Linked DNA regions of Zea mays: regions 2 and 3 are each linked to region 1. A link is a contact called in public Hi-C data. All regions are on one chromosome and are shown on one strand. The core of a region is the stretch at or near the end of the contact, and the rest is flanking DNA. Distances in the headings are between cores, read along the strand shown. Region 1 holds the start of LOC103633620 (la-related protein 1B). Region 2 holds the start of LOC103633615 (aspartyl protease family protein 1). Region 3 holds the start of LOC100273959 (trafficking protein particle complex subunit 2-like protein).

Region 1 (4,688 bases), core at 898-3,397:
TTTCCAACATAGAAAAACAAAAGGTAGAGCGATAAACTACCAATTTAAGTAACCAACTTGTGTACTGGCCAGGTAAAACGTCAAGTTCTGGGAATGGAAAAGTACACATATCGACACAAAGCCAGCCAGCACAAGCAGTTCATCAGGCTATCAACATTCGACATACATAGCAAAATATAACAAACATAATATCATACTCATGAAATGAAATCCTCAAGTGAAACAATAAGAATTTACTAACCCGGTTGAACCCTAAGATTAGGTCAATAGGTACCCATCCTTGATTGTTCATATGTCTCCTCAAGAATGTGTCATGGCATAGATTATTTGTGCTAGCAAGGCGAGGGTAGAAACAAACAGTTAGGTCAAGAAATAGCAACAGCACGCAAAGAGAAAGCAAGCAGATTCACTACCTAAAATAGAACTCTATCTGATTCCTAATACTATCTTGGAGATTTGGTTGATCCTGATGAGGAGGAACCCAAGCAGGCTGCATGGGTGGCCGAAGAAGATGCATGTTCTGAAACTGTTCTACTGGTGGGAGGTAGACAGGATAAGGTTGCACATCAGCTGCATATCACCAAAACAACAAACATTACAACAAATAGATGTTATGCTATTCATAAAAAATAGCAAGCCGAGTTTTCAGGCTCACCAAGGTAGGGAAATGATGGGACATAAAAATGCTGTGGCACCATGAAATGGGCAGCCGGTGGTGGTGGTCGGTGAAAGGGCCCAGGCTGGTAGATGCCAGGCTGCTGCTGCTGTTGATATGGCATTACCGGAACTCTTGGGAAGTTCCTAGGGGAGAAATTAGCCCCTCTCTCATGGTCACGGCGACCCCGGTAACCACCACGACCTCCAACGCCATTGCTACTACTACTATTTCGGGGATTATTATTCCAGTGGTTGCTGCTACCACTGCTATTTCTATTGTTCCCATCACCACCACCACCACCACCTCGTATGTTGTGGTTCCAGTGGCCATTGCCAGAAGGATTTCTGCTGCTGTCATTGTCATTCCCACGGGCACAACGAGTGCCAGGGACATTATCATCCAAATTGATGGGACCATCGCCATTGCTGCTGTTGCAACCGCTGTCAGTACCAAGGCTTCCATCATTCCAGTTACCATCACCACCACTGCCGCTGCTCCCGTCACCTCCGCTACTATTGGCAGCCCTGACGCCACCATTGCTACCATTTCCACGGTTGCCACTGCGCCGAACTGGAAATGTCTGGGTTGTGGCACCGTTCTGCTGAGAGGAAGCCGCAGGCGTGCGAGGAGGTATGGAGGTAGGGTTTTGGGCAGTGGGAATCGGATTAGCCCCCACAACTGGATGTGGAAGTACCGATGAAGCAGCAATTGTATCCTCCTGATTTAATTGCATCAGCAGATTCATCAAACTCATAGGAAACTTTGATTTTAACAGGACCGCCGAAACGCAAGAGATGTACGCGCATCGGAAAAATCGCGAGATTCAGTACCTGCGGAGGCGGGCCGGAAACATCGGAGAGGGCATTGAGGGAGTCGGACGAGCCCGACTTGGGGCACGCGCGCGTCGACTCCACGAGCGCCGGCCACGAGGCGTCCCCGCCGATGATGCCGCCGCCCTCTGGGGTCGCCTCCGCCGCGGCGGCGGGGGTCTGCGCCAGCACGCTCCACGTTGTCTTCCTTGCCGCCGCATTGGTGGGATCGGCCCCCTCGGGGTGGGCCGGTGGATCCCTGCGGGACGCCTCGGGCGCCGAACGGCCGGACTCCGGCGGTACCGCGATCGCCTGCGGAACGGCGGCCGCTGATTGCGCTGGCGCTGGCGCGGGCGCGGGGCCACCAGCAGCCGGCGACATCACGGGGCGAGACGACTGGGAATCGAGCTGGGGGTTTGGGGCGGGGGAATGGGAAGGCGAGGACGAGGAGGCAGGAGGAGAGACGAGAGATGAGGGGACTGGGAAGGCGGGGGCCGGAGAGGAGGCTCGGTGTGGCGGCGGTGGGAGGTTAGGTGCGTAATTAGCAGAAGTAGCGGGGGGGGTATTTGTGGGAAATTACGACGACGATGGCGGATTCCTTCCATATTTGCGTGCAGTTAGACTGCAACTTTGGATTCTGTATCCACCACAGCGAGAGATCGAACGGACGAGTTGCCGTTACCAAATTCCGGCGGAATTTCTGGAGTTATCTGACAATTGTGCCCATCCTTTCCCCCTCTCTCTTTTATAGTCGGGCCCCGCGCGACAGCCCTTCCGTTCTTCTTCTTCACGCCCGCGCCTGCACCAGGATCTCACCGTGCGTGCCACCACGTCGAGCTGCCTCGTTTGATTCCTTGCCACAAGTGGAGCACGCCGAGACACCCTTCTTTTCCCCACGATCTCGACCAACTCCCCTTCCCCTCGCTGAGTATTTCTTTCCTTTTTTTCTCCGTCGTTTACGGAAATTGGTCGGAGTCGATCCCCACCGATTTGGAGCCCGATTCGCCCCGGCCTCGCCTCTATCAGTACCACTCGAACCCCCGCCATCGATTCCGAGCACCAGCGCCCCCTCCCGTGCCTCGCTGCTCTCTGTCAGCGCTCGTTGTCGCCGTCGCACCACCGTTCGCGCCAAGGGTGCCATCGTGCTCCCCGGAGCTCGCTGCTGCTTCCCCGATCATCTCCGAGCTCTTTACGGTCCTCTAGGCGTGGTACCCCGACCCCGCCGGAGTTCATTGCGCCGCCACCGCTCGTCGTCGACCTCCTCCGCTACCCCGACCCCCTCGGTGAGGCCCTAACCGCGTTCGCCTTCACCCCAACTCCCTCTCGAGCCGTTTTCCCAGTATGTCAGGCTCCGGCTTCCCCAGCATTCTTCAGACACTCAGGCATTGGAATAACATTATGTACCACTTGAAATGATCAAGCGATGAAGCTTGTTTTTTGTCCATCTTTTTTTTTAATCGATGTCTAATGCTACTCTGGATAACAGTCTAGTAGTCTCATAAGCTCTAAAGTAGAGGCGACATCAACAAGTGAATCTATCTGTAGTAGAGGAAATAACATGCTTTATCGAGATCCGTGAGGTAAATGCACATTCTACACTTCTCATTTGTTTTTTTCACCATTACAGGTAGACCTGTGCAAACATCGGGGGGTCATTTAATACGACCCGTACCTCACTCGTGTCTAATGTTAGGTCAGGTTGGCCCGTGCCTCCCTGTTTGACGTGTCGAGTTAAGTTTTTTTTGGGTTGGGTCGGATTTGTTGGCTTTGGGTCGAGTTTTTTTTTTGTTGGGTCGGGTTTTGGATAAAAATTATGGCCCATGAATTATTGTGGGTCAAAAATTATAATCCATACCCGTCTGTTGCATTGGTTGGATCGAGCCAGACCAAGTCTTTTTTTGAGCGGGTTGGGTTGGTCGGGTCGGGTGACCCATGATCAGATCTAATTACATTATTGGCAAGCCATTCTAGGTAAGTAACTTTCCTGATTACCCCAACACTTAGAAGCCTTTTGACTTCTGCTCTTGCTCCTTCAGCTTTGTCTTTTGACATTTTTCTCAGTTTTTGCTTTCTTGGTCTGGTTGAAGGATCCACGTTGAGAGAGTGCTCAATGATGTTTCTATTTACTCCACGTAAATCATCAGTTGAGCAAGCAAATACGTCTCTATTGTTGAACAAGAACTTTTAAGCTTTTTTCTTGCTCTTCTGATAATTGTGTTCCAAAGAGTGATTTCTGATCGGCTATATCTTCACAAAGAAGTATAGCCTTGGCTGATCCGCCGAAGTTGCCTTGTCCCTTATGTGCTTCTGTTGATTTTGGGCTTCGGCTTCATCTATGTTGTGAATGACCTTGGAGTCTGTCAAGTTTCCTTCGACTTTTCCTGTAGATTCTTGACTTCCAAATATGGAAATTGGGCCTTGATTGGATGGATTATCCTGTAAAGGTATGTTGAATGTAGCACGACTTTAAAGGCATTCATTGTCCCTCTTCCAACAGTTGCATTATCGGGATACTCCATGCCAACTATGTCGAACACAACTTCCTCAGTTCTTGTGTTATGAATATGGCTGAATGTAATTGCCATTAGTATTTTACCGAATGCTGTTATATGCTTTCCTCCAAAGCCACACAGAGGAAGTACTGCATCTTGTATCTCGTCATCTGGTTATTGCATTTCTTCGAAGGCTTTAGAAAAAATAATATCTATTGCACTTCCGGTATCCACTAGCACATTGTGGACTAAGAATCCTTTAATGATACACGATATAACCATTGCATCATTATGTGGGTAATTCATCAGCTGAAGGTCCTCTTGAGAGAAGGTAATCAGAATATGGGACCAGTTAGATTTGATGAAGTGTCCTTGAACCCCCCACATGTTGTACCCTTCGTTGAGCTTCTTTCTTATGCATTTTGTTAGCTGGTTCAAAACTTGAGCATCCCGTGATCGGGAGGACAATCTTTTTCAAACTTGTTGATGAAGCGTCGACACTTGCCATGGTTTTCATTTAATGAAATGACGAAGCTTGCAGTGGTCGTGAAAGTGAGTTCACCAGAGGTGGGCGCTAATATTGTGATCTTGTTTTCAATTGTTATATGACATAAAAAACAAGGCAACATAATGTTAAAACATTTGGACTTTCGTCCTTAAGTTATCACTTCATTGAAGTGTTAGCTTGAGTACGAAGGTCTTCAAAAGGAAATGCAAATAAAGCACCAT
Region 2 (4,688 bases), core at 684-3,183, 220 kb after region 1:
CTTGTGAGTTGAACTGATCAAAAGAATGAACATGTGTAAGAAGAAAAGCAGAGCGAGAGATCATTTATAAATCCTTTTGCACACTTACGCTGCTAGTGATTTGAGTGTACATCGGATCAGACAGAGCTGTGAAAGAGGTGCCAGAGTCAACAATAGCGTTGAACTTGGTGTGAATGGATTTACTCCCCACCGTAGCACCAGTGATGCTTATGTTGTAGTATGGACTGCAGATGGAAGAACGTACATATGAGGTTGACGACGAGAAGAAAGGGAACACGTACGTACGTACTTACTTTTGTTTATACATGTTTAACGGGGTTTCCTGCTGATCTGAGCTTCCAGTGTCCCCAAAATTGATTCTACCATGGCCATCTTGTGCGAAGCACATGGAGAAGGAATTGGCAGCAGCAACTCCCTGACTTGCTAGCAAACTGGGGACCGATATGGTGTCCATGCCCAGGCCAAGTAGACCATTGGGTGCAGCAGTGCCCAGAAATGAACCCGTCTGAGTCCGTCCACAGCCGAACGTTATGGGGGCCGTAACGATTTTGGGTTGCCGCCCATACTCCGTGACCAGGTACAGGACATCCTCAACCAGCACACCGGTGGATGATGTGTTATCAGACAGGTATTGGATGCTGTAGGGGCAGCTGCTGCTTGCTGACCGGCATGCACTCTGTTCATCGCACAAATTGCTGCTGCATGGGACCTTTCGGCTAGTGCTCGACTTCTGAGGGCTGTAAGTGTCGAACTTGAGATCCTGTGCAAATTTACACAATGAAAATTTGGTGGTAGTACAGTCCATGGATTACAGACAATTTGGTTTGGTGGTAGTACCCTGTAGTTGGGTGAGACTAGTGGCGCGCAGTTGATGCAGTCGCAGGGCACCCAGAAGAGGTCGCTGCCGGTGTCCAGCGCCACCAGGAACGTCACGTTCGGCGTCCCCAGCGCCACCACCGCGTAATGCAAGCTGCGCAACCACCGCCCGCTTTAGGCTTCTTTAGCCGGTTAGCCCCCCAAAAAGCCAAAAGGAACAGCAGAGCAGCATGCTAATGATTCCATCCCTCTCCCCGATCCCAAGCCAAGCCAACTGAGAGGATTATAGATTGACGAGGACGGCAAGCGAGCGAGTCTGAGCAGAGTAGTAGTGGCTCTCACAATCCCAGTTCGTTGAGCCGGTACGTGTCGTTGCCGTCGGCGAAGGCCACCTCCCCCCCTCCCGCCAGCGAGCGCCGGCGGAGGTCGTGCCCGGCGAGCGCCGCGTAGTACTCCGCCGTCCCGGCTGGCGGCGCGCGGTGCCCCGCCCACTCCCGCACGGTGGCCGAGTAGCGGTGGTGGACGTCCAGGCTCAGCGCCTCCGCCGCGGACGCAGCCACGGCGGCCGCCTGCAACGCCACCCACACCCACGGCGCCATGGGAAGCGAAGGGGTAAAAGGGAAGCCTTGGAACTCTGGAAATGGAAAGGTCTCGGCTGTGTCCGCGGCCTGCTATTTATCCAGAGGGGGAGGAGAGGATGGAAGGAGGAAGGAGGAAACCCAACCTGCCTACCTGCCGCCTCCGAGTGCTGCGACTGCGAGGTGGGTTTCCGCGGGAAGGGTGGGTGGTGGGGCCCACGGAGCAGAGAGAGAGAGGGAAGGTTGAGGGCCCCGTCGGGGTCAGACGTCACGCGTCAGTGCGCTGGAAGTTTCGCTTTGGACTCCCTGCCGCCTGTCGCCTTTTCTTTTGTCTGTCTGTGTGATTTCGATTTTGCCTTGAAAAAAGATCTTGCCTTGTGTTTTTTCATCAAATTTGAGTTTTCATCATGACATGACACACACCCGTGGTGGTGGCTGAATGACCGCGATGGGTTTTTCTTTTCTTTCCATTTTCTTACATAGGATGGATATATTAAAGTCAGATCGGCCTGCTATATATATAATATATTACGTGTTCAATCAATCTGGGTTGCACCTGCGACGTGACATCGTCATCGTCACTGCCGGGGGTTGAGGCGGCTGCCGCCTGCGTTTTTGACTCTTGTTCAATCTAGCTTCTACAGCCGTTCCGTTGACAGGACGTCATGCGTGCTTAACCTGGCCCAATCCAAGTTACGCTGGATTGGAATCCGCGTCGTGAGCCTAGACTTCTTTCATGGTGATGGACCACCGGACGGTCCGTGGTGGCGATATAAATGGTTCGACCCTACACAAAATCAATTAGAATTCTGAATTTATAGCGTGATTTATTAGCAACCTCCATAGTCGATCTAATAACTCTACTTATCGTTTTTACCCTTATGCATTAGGAGTAGCCTTAGTTTAGCCTCCCTCTACTCAAATCTTCACCTCTTTTCAGCTCTATGTTGACTAGAAGCGTCTTGGGTGGCTTGACGACGCCAATACACACTAGGATCTCTACGCCCCGACGGGGTCCCTCCCGAGAGTCGAGATCTATGTCTACAAGCCGGTTGTTGAAAGCATGACGGTCGATGGGCAACAACAATACAAAGACTACATGCATGTTTGGTTTGTGGCTAAATGTGCCACACTTTGCCTAAGGTTAGTCATCCAAATTGAATAACTAACCTTAGACAAAAAAGTTAGGCAAAGTGTGGCAATTGAGGTAAGGAACCAAACATGCCCTACATGCGTCAAGCGAAGGAGAAATTCTTCTCACAATACACGGTGGATCGCCACCAGAAGGTTGTCGAACATGGAGAGACTGATGTCGCATCTCTTGTATCTTCGCTTCAAATCATCAACGTAAGTAAACCCGACGACATCCAATCTACTAAACAGTATGTAGATCAGCAGCAGAATCAAATGAAAAAATAGATTGGATGGTTAGAAGAATCAATTAGAAAATTAACACGTTCGTTGGAGAAATCCGTTGCTCCTAATTTTCCATTATTTGAAAATGGTAATAAGATGTCTATGTCTAATACGTCGTCAACAAATGGGGATTCGCAACACTGGCCAGTTACTAGCACACCTAGGCGATTTGGCTGATGGGGAAGTCTTTCGTGTTCGTTTATTTTTTTTATCCTTTATTGGTACCGCTTTTGCATGGTAAGTCATCCAGCCTCCTAATTCCATTAATTCCTGGAATGATTTGAAAAGTAAGTTTTATGAGCATTTCTTTTCTGGTGAATATGAATTAGGGTTGGTTGATTTGGCCTCAGTCCTACAAGGATGCGAAGAGTTGGTTAACGGTTATATCCGGAGGTTCCGGGACACTAGAAACCGACGCTTTGAAATCCATGTCGCGGACAAAGAGCTAGCTGGGCTGGCCTTTAATGAGTTGCTATCCTACTTGAGAGATAAATTGGATGGCACCCAGTTCTTTTCGATAGCTCAGCTACATCAACGAGCTTTGGCCTATCGGTCGGATGTACTATACATTTAGTGGAGTGCGATAATTCGAATGACGAATCCATAAATATATGTAGCGCCGAACTTGTTTAGCCAACAAAGGTCAAACCTTCACCTTGTTCTTCTTTACAACTGGTTCAAAAGATTTGACAAGAAGTTAAATTTACTTTTAATGTTGCTAAGTGTCATAGAACATTTGATGAACTAGTGAAAACTGACAACATTAAAGTAACTCATACTTTTCCTTCTCTAGATGAATTAAAAAGATGTGCTTACTACAAGTGGTATAATTCTTTTTTCCATGCCAACAATGAGTGTAACGTTTTTCGTCGTTAGACACAATCAACCATAAATGAGGGTCGGTTGAGTTTTTACGAGATGCAAGTGGACACATAACCATTTCCTGTCAATATAATAGAACTATCAAGCAAAAAGATATTGGTTCGACCGAAGTGGCCAATAAAAACAAATGCAAAAACGTTGTTATTGGTCGGGGCTGCCGTCGGCGAGAGCGAGGAAGAGAGAGACGGTCGCCGAGATGAGGGGCTCGGTAGGCAGTAGGCACGGCTTTGGTCGCCAGGTCGGGGGCGACCGGGTGAGGCAGGCGGGGCTCCGAGCTGAATTTGATGAATGTTTCGGGTCCCCGGCGGAGCCTCCTGGTGCGAGGAAATGGTAGGAGCTTTTAATAAAGAGAGATTTATTAGTAGCAAGCAACAGATGGTCACTCAGCTGGTAATAATACAAATCACACTACAGGCACTATCCCCATCATCAGGATTCAGATCGTATCAACAGACTTATCAGGCTATCATGTTTTACAGAGTTGAGCACTTGAGCTGGACGCACAAGGATGCCATACACAGTCAACAACATCCATAAGCTCGTTCTCCCTACAACGAGCTAAAATCCTGCCTGAAATGCAACTCAAGTTCAGCATTGACTGTCAAGCCCCAGCCAAATAAATTCCAGGCAAGATGTGAATCTGCAGTATGTAGCACCCACCCTGGATAACTGAGACCGAGACGGAGATCTGAATGGACGAACTCCGAAAATACGCTTGGTATCCTGCATCTCGTCTCCCCTTGTTCAGACCAATGGCATCACAACTGTAGATGCGAAGGGCAGCAGCTCACAGTGCGAGAAGCTCCGACTCCTTTTCCTCCGCCAACGGTTCGTCAGGCAAATGGCGTGAACCATTATCCAATTGGTCCTCGCTTGTGTATATCTTGGAACCGGGAGCCGGCAGACGGGAGTTTGTCATGTCGACAAAACCAGCTGCAAGAGACCCATTTGAGGAGTCTACGGCCGACTGCAGCCTTTTTAGTTGGGACTTCAAGC
Region 3 (4,688 bases), core at 861-3,360, 160 kb after region 1:
ATCACGTGTGAACTTAAAATGGTTACACAATCTTATTTCAGTGCATCCTAAAAAAGAAGAAACAGGCCATGTAGAACTTCTCAGGGAACACTTGATTCACAATGCTAGATTGAGAAACTGAACAGCTGTACTCTGATGCAAATATCTTTGTGCTACCCGGTGAAATGAAATAAAATATACTCCCTCCGTCCCAAGATAAAACTTGTTTCAGCATTTTAGTAGGTTCATACAATGCTTGGTGTATGTGTTCTATATATGTGTCTACATTCATCATCTCATTCATCTAGTTGAATAGACATAAAAATCAAGAGCTAAAACGAATATTATTTTGAAACAGAGGGAGTATGTTATATATATGTTGGATACATATGCTAACATGTTTTATTAAAAATGGCACAGTTAAACCACTGAGGAGCTTACATTTCTGGCATCTGCATCTTTGACATCAAGATCAGTCGTGACCATGATAAATTTGACCTTTGTGTTTGTCAAATAGCCATACCTGCACATGATAGATCATAATAACTAAACGATTTCCTAGCGATTGGGAGCCAAAAAGAATTGCAGTGCTATTAACAGGAACATTTAGGGGGTGTTTGAATGCACTAGAGCTATTAGTTAGTTGGCTAAATAGAATTAGCTAGTGCATTCAAACAATATATTTTTGAAACTTGCTAGTAGAATTAGCTAGCTAACTATTAGCTAATTTGCTAAAAGTAGCTAGAGTGTTTGGATGTATTCAGCTAATTTTAACATATAATTATTAGTTCTATCAGCTATAGTGCATTCAAACACCCCTTTAGTTGGCGACAAGGGAACACATAAATATTTAGTTGGTAGTCATTGTTTTAACGCATTTGTGAATCATTCAAGTAGATTTTTTTTTGAAAATATAAACAATATATTTTTGAAACTTCTGTAACTAATGGAGGCATATGCCATCAGGCAAATTAAGCAAATAACTAAAAAACTGGAAGAGACTTACACTTTGTAGTTCTCAGTTGGGTATAGAAGACCCAAAAATGTCTCATTCAATGTAGGTGCACTCCTCTTAGGATTGCTCACTGTCAACAGAACGAATGTTGAGGCAGATAAGAAAACGACAGAATGTCTCTCAGATGAAAAAAAAAAGCAATAGCCTAACAGCACTGAGAAAAAGGAGATTGATATTTCTGTATGCCAATAAATCACTGGGTTAAAACTACACTAATAAGATTGAATCAACCATTGCATTTGTCCATAATAATCATCTAGAACCACTAAGCTTCTATGCATATCCAAGCCCTCACAAGGCAGGTCTGCTCTTGTCCGCATATGCCACATGATTTGAATTTGCCCCCTTTTGTACAAGTTGGATCGATTCTCAAGTTTTAATGCTCATTCCAGTAACTAAGGGCCTGTTTTGGTTGGAGGCCTGGCAGGCAAATGCCAGGCCCCATATAATTGGAAGAGTAGATTTTGATTCTTCTGACCTGAAACTGGTGATGCAGCTTCTAAATTTCAGTTTTAATTTAACTCCAGAGCAACAAGCACACAATTTAACGAACATGATCTCCTCCGTTTCTCAAATGACTGCAAACTAGAGATTTGAACAGATATAAACTAACTAGAGCTCCCAGCTATTCACAGCCGGGCTAAAAAGAAGGACGTCTAGATCTGGATCACGATGGTCCTCAGCGGCGGCGGCGGGTGAGACGCTTAGCTACCTCGCTCGTCGATGACGTCGAGAGAGCAGTGGACGATGTGGTGGAGCTTGAGGGCGTCGTCCGCCTCCGTGAAGCTCTGCAGGTACAGCGGATTGTTCTGCAGCACCGACGGAAAAGCTCACGACGAGATCGCATCAGGCCAGATCTGCACGATCGGACGCGAGGGCCGAGTGGGGCGGTGAGGGTCCTGACCTGGTGGCCGACAACGGCGACGCAGACGATCATGATTCCTCCGGGAAGAGGACTTGGGGAGGAACGGAAGAAGAAGCCGCCAGCCGGTAGCAAGACCTCCGGTGCCGGGGACTCCTCAGGCAGCGAAGTAACCTCCCGGGCTCTGGGCTCTTTGGGTAGGCTCGTGTGGGCGAATGGGCGATGACGACAAGAGGCACGCCATCATATGCCAAGGACCGATCGGACGGTCAGGAGAACCCTTTCTCAACGCACGAATCTTGATTCATACCGTATCGAAAGCGTGTGCATAATCGAATGTCTCAAGAAGAAAGATTATATTCAGCTCTTTGATCATTTATAAATTCACTCAGAAGTGAGAACAGTACATAGATTTCACACACTCGATCAGAGAAACAGGCAAAGTCACATAAAGCGAGTGTAGACGTAGCTTCTTGTATCAATCATTCGATCGCAGTTCTTATTTTGTCCCCAAGCCATTGTGTTCATGTTACAAAATCAGCAGGGCGTTCTGCCAGGGATTCACACCTCACTGATGAACAAAGGGGAGTTCAACATGAGACTTCGCTCCAGGGATTTCAGCTTTCATCCATGACCACAAAAAACAAACCGCGGCGAATTTTCTCTCTGGATTTCCTGGATGTGGATGCACCCTATATCCCAGAGCAGTTGTGACGAAAAAAACACCTGAAGATCATGTACACAAGTGAGGTTAGTATTGTAAGGAGCTTTTTATATCCTGTGCGCATTTGTGTTCAAGCTGAATTTTCATATCAAACAAATTTAAGATGTGATTTAATGATTAACATGACATGGGTAAATGAAATCAGTTCTGGCTCTGCTACTGCACTTGATACGATATGCTAAGCAGCATATTTATTGACCAAAATATAGAGATCCTACATGTAAGCATAGAATAGAATTATCCTTTAAGTGTACCCAAACAATTAATAGGGCAATAAAATTCAATTTTCTGCATACATAGCTTTCCAAACAAGTTTCACTCTTAAAAAGTAGGAACCCTATGTCAAACTAGAAAACTAACCTGTTGCATAGCAACAAGGTTACAAGAAAGCTCGAACAATGATATGGATAAACATTACCCAGTTACAGTTACCACCCTATAGGCCTGTTTGAGGCAGCTTTTTCCTGAAGAGCTTTTTTGAGAATCTAGGTTCATGTGTAATCCAATTGTCATCAGAATCTGAATATCGCGGAACTTGCGAGCGAAGGAATATGGGAGCGGGGTCTACACGGTTTAGGAAACAGCAGATTCCTACCATCGCGATGACTCGATGGATTCTGTATTCCATGGTTATTAAAGCGATAAAACGTTGAAGCAATCATGATTGCTTTTTTACTTTAAAACATTTAAGTAAGCTTTAAAACGTCTTTTTAAACATGACCAAAATGTCAACATAACATAAGCTCACATAATAATATCAAGGGAAATACCAATCTCCCATAAAACAAGTTCTAAGATGACATATCCATAATCACAAGCACACAATCAACTAAAACGGCAACTTCTAAAATGACATCTAACAACCACATGCACACAATCAACTAAAACGACATGCCCACAACCACAATGACACAAGCATCACTCTCAATCTCCCTTCCATCATGATCTCTCAGGAACCATCATCCAAATCATGAATATTAGTAACCAACATTTCAATCTCCCTTCCTTGCCGCGGTAGATCACAGGCGCAGGGGCGGCGAGCGGATGGTGGATGACCCCTGGCAGGCTCATTTTAGGGTGCACGATGATTCTCTCGTGGGCTGGGGGTGGAGCTGGACCTCCCTAAAGTGTTAAAGTGTCACTTTTCACGGCCCATAGCGTTTAAACGTCTAAAACTAGCGCTTAAAATTAGTGTTGTAGCGCCTAAAACGAGTGTTTTACGCTGTTCGTGAAACGTTCTAGCGCTTTAGGCACTTAGAGTGTTTTGGCGCTTAAAAGGCGTTTAAAAGGTGCTTAAGCAACTTTTTGATAACCATGATGTATTCACGTTAATTTGAGCAATTTTCACAGAAGCGGACTGAGAAACGAAGCGTTTAACAGCCAAAATTTGGCCATAAACCGAAACAAACAGGCCCTATGGCCAATACAGGTGTTCAAAACTTGTAAGCCCACAACTTTAGCACAAACAAATTCATTGGGCACTGACCACGGTTTGTGAACAAGGATTTGACTATGTTTGGTTCAACTAACTAAAAGTTTAGTCCGTGTCATATTGGGTGTTTAAATGTCAATTACGAGTATTAAATATAGTCTAATCACAAAACTAATTACATAGATGAAAACTACATTTATTAAGCCTAATTAATCCATGATTAGCAAATGTTTATTGTAGCATCACATGTGCAAATCATGGACTAGTTAGATCTAATAGACTCGTCTTACTGTTTAGTCCTTATCTGTGTAATTAGTTTTGTAATTAGACTATATTTAATACTTATAACTAGTATTCAAATAATCAAACATCTGATGTGACAGGACTAAAATTTAGTCCCTTGGATCCAAACGGATCTAATAGAGTGTTTTTATGAGCCTAAAGTTTAGTTCATGACACATTGGATGTTTAAATATCAATTATGAGTATTAAATATAGTTTAATTACAAAACTAATTATATAGATGAAGACTGAACAGCAAGACGAACATATTAAGACTGATTAGTCCATGCGGTGCTATAATAAATATTTGCTAATCATAGATTAATTATGTTTAATGAATTTGTCTCGTTGTTTAGTCTTCATCTATGTAATTAGCTTTGTAATTAGACTATAT

Evidence for each region. Hi-C and Micro-C count contacts between places; a contact is called where the count stands out from the background.
Region 2: a contact with region 1 is called in a Hi-C map of ear, with 2.9 times the contacts expected there. The contact joins the promoter of LOC103633615 here to the promoter of LOC103633620 in region 1. A contact is called at or near these places in 4 of 25 Hi-C or Micro-C datasets (ear, endosperm, leaf and 1 more).
Region 3: a contact with region 1 is called in a Hi-C map of leaf, with 2.4 times the contacts expected there. The contact joins the promoter of LOC100273959 here to the promoter of LOC103633620 in region 1. A contact is called at or near these places in 4 of 25 Hi-C or Micro-C datasets (ear and leaf) and 1 of 3 datasets of contacts at active chromatin or transcription factors (seedling).

What each region holds. Positions count from the first base shown.
Region 1 is chr7:184,490,679-184,495,366 of Zm-B73-REFERENCE-NAM-5.0, reverse strand. LOC103633620 (la-related protein 1B) reads right to left here and starts at 2,147. Exons shown (of 7, transcript XM_020541135.3): 1 at 1,489-2,147; 2 at 656-1,376; 3 at 414-570; 4 at 242-332. The coding sequence starts at 1,848. It overlaps LOC103633619 (a long non-coding RNA gene), which reads left to right and starts at 2,238. Exons shown (of 2, transcript XR_556595.3): 1 at 2,238-2,750; 2 at 3,095-3,673.
Region 2 is chr7:184,272,595-184,277,282 of Zm-B73-REFERENCE-NAM-5.0, reverse strand. LOC103633615 (aspartyl protease family protein 1) reads right to left here and starts at 1,933. Exons shown (of 9, transcript XM_008655333.4): 1 at 1,159-1,933; 2 at 838-970; 3 at 294-760; 4 at 89-224; 5 at 1-13. The coding sequence starts at 1,415. It overlaps LOC103633614 (pentatricopeptide repeat-containing protein At1g74850, chloroplastic-like), which reads right to left. Exons shown (of 5, transcript NM_001328386.1): 5 at 4,130-4,688. The coding sequence ends at 4,480.
Region 3 is chr7:184,331,282-184,335,969 of Zm-B73-REFERENCE-NAM-5.0, reverse strand. LOC100273959 (trafficking protein particle complex subunit 2-like protein) reads right to left here and starts at 2,110. Exons shown (of 5, transcript XM_008655336.4): 1 at 1,899-2,110; 2 at 1,707-1,782; 3 at 986-1,064; 4 at 421-502. The coding sequence starts at 1,931. LOC100276799 reads right to left here. Exons shown (of 2, transcript NM_001150509.1): 2 at 2,310-2,582.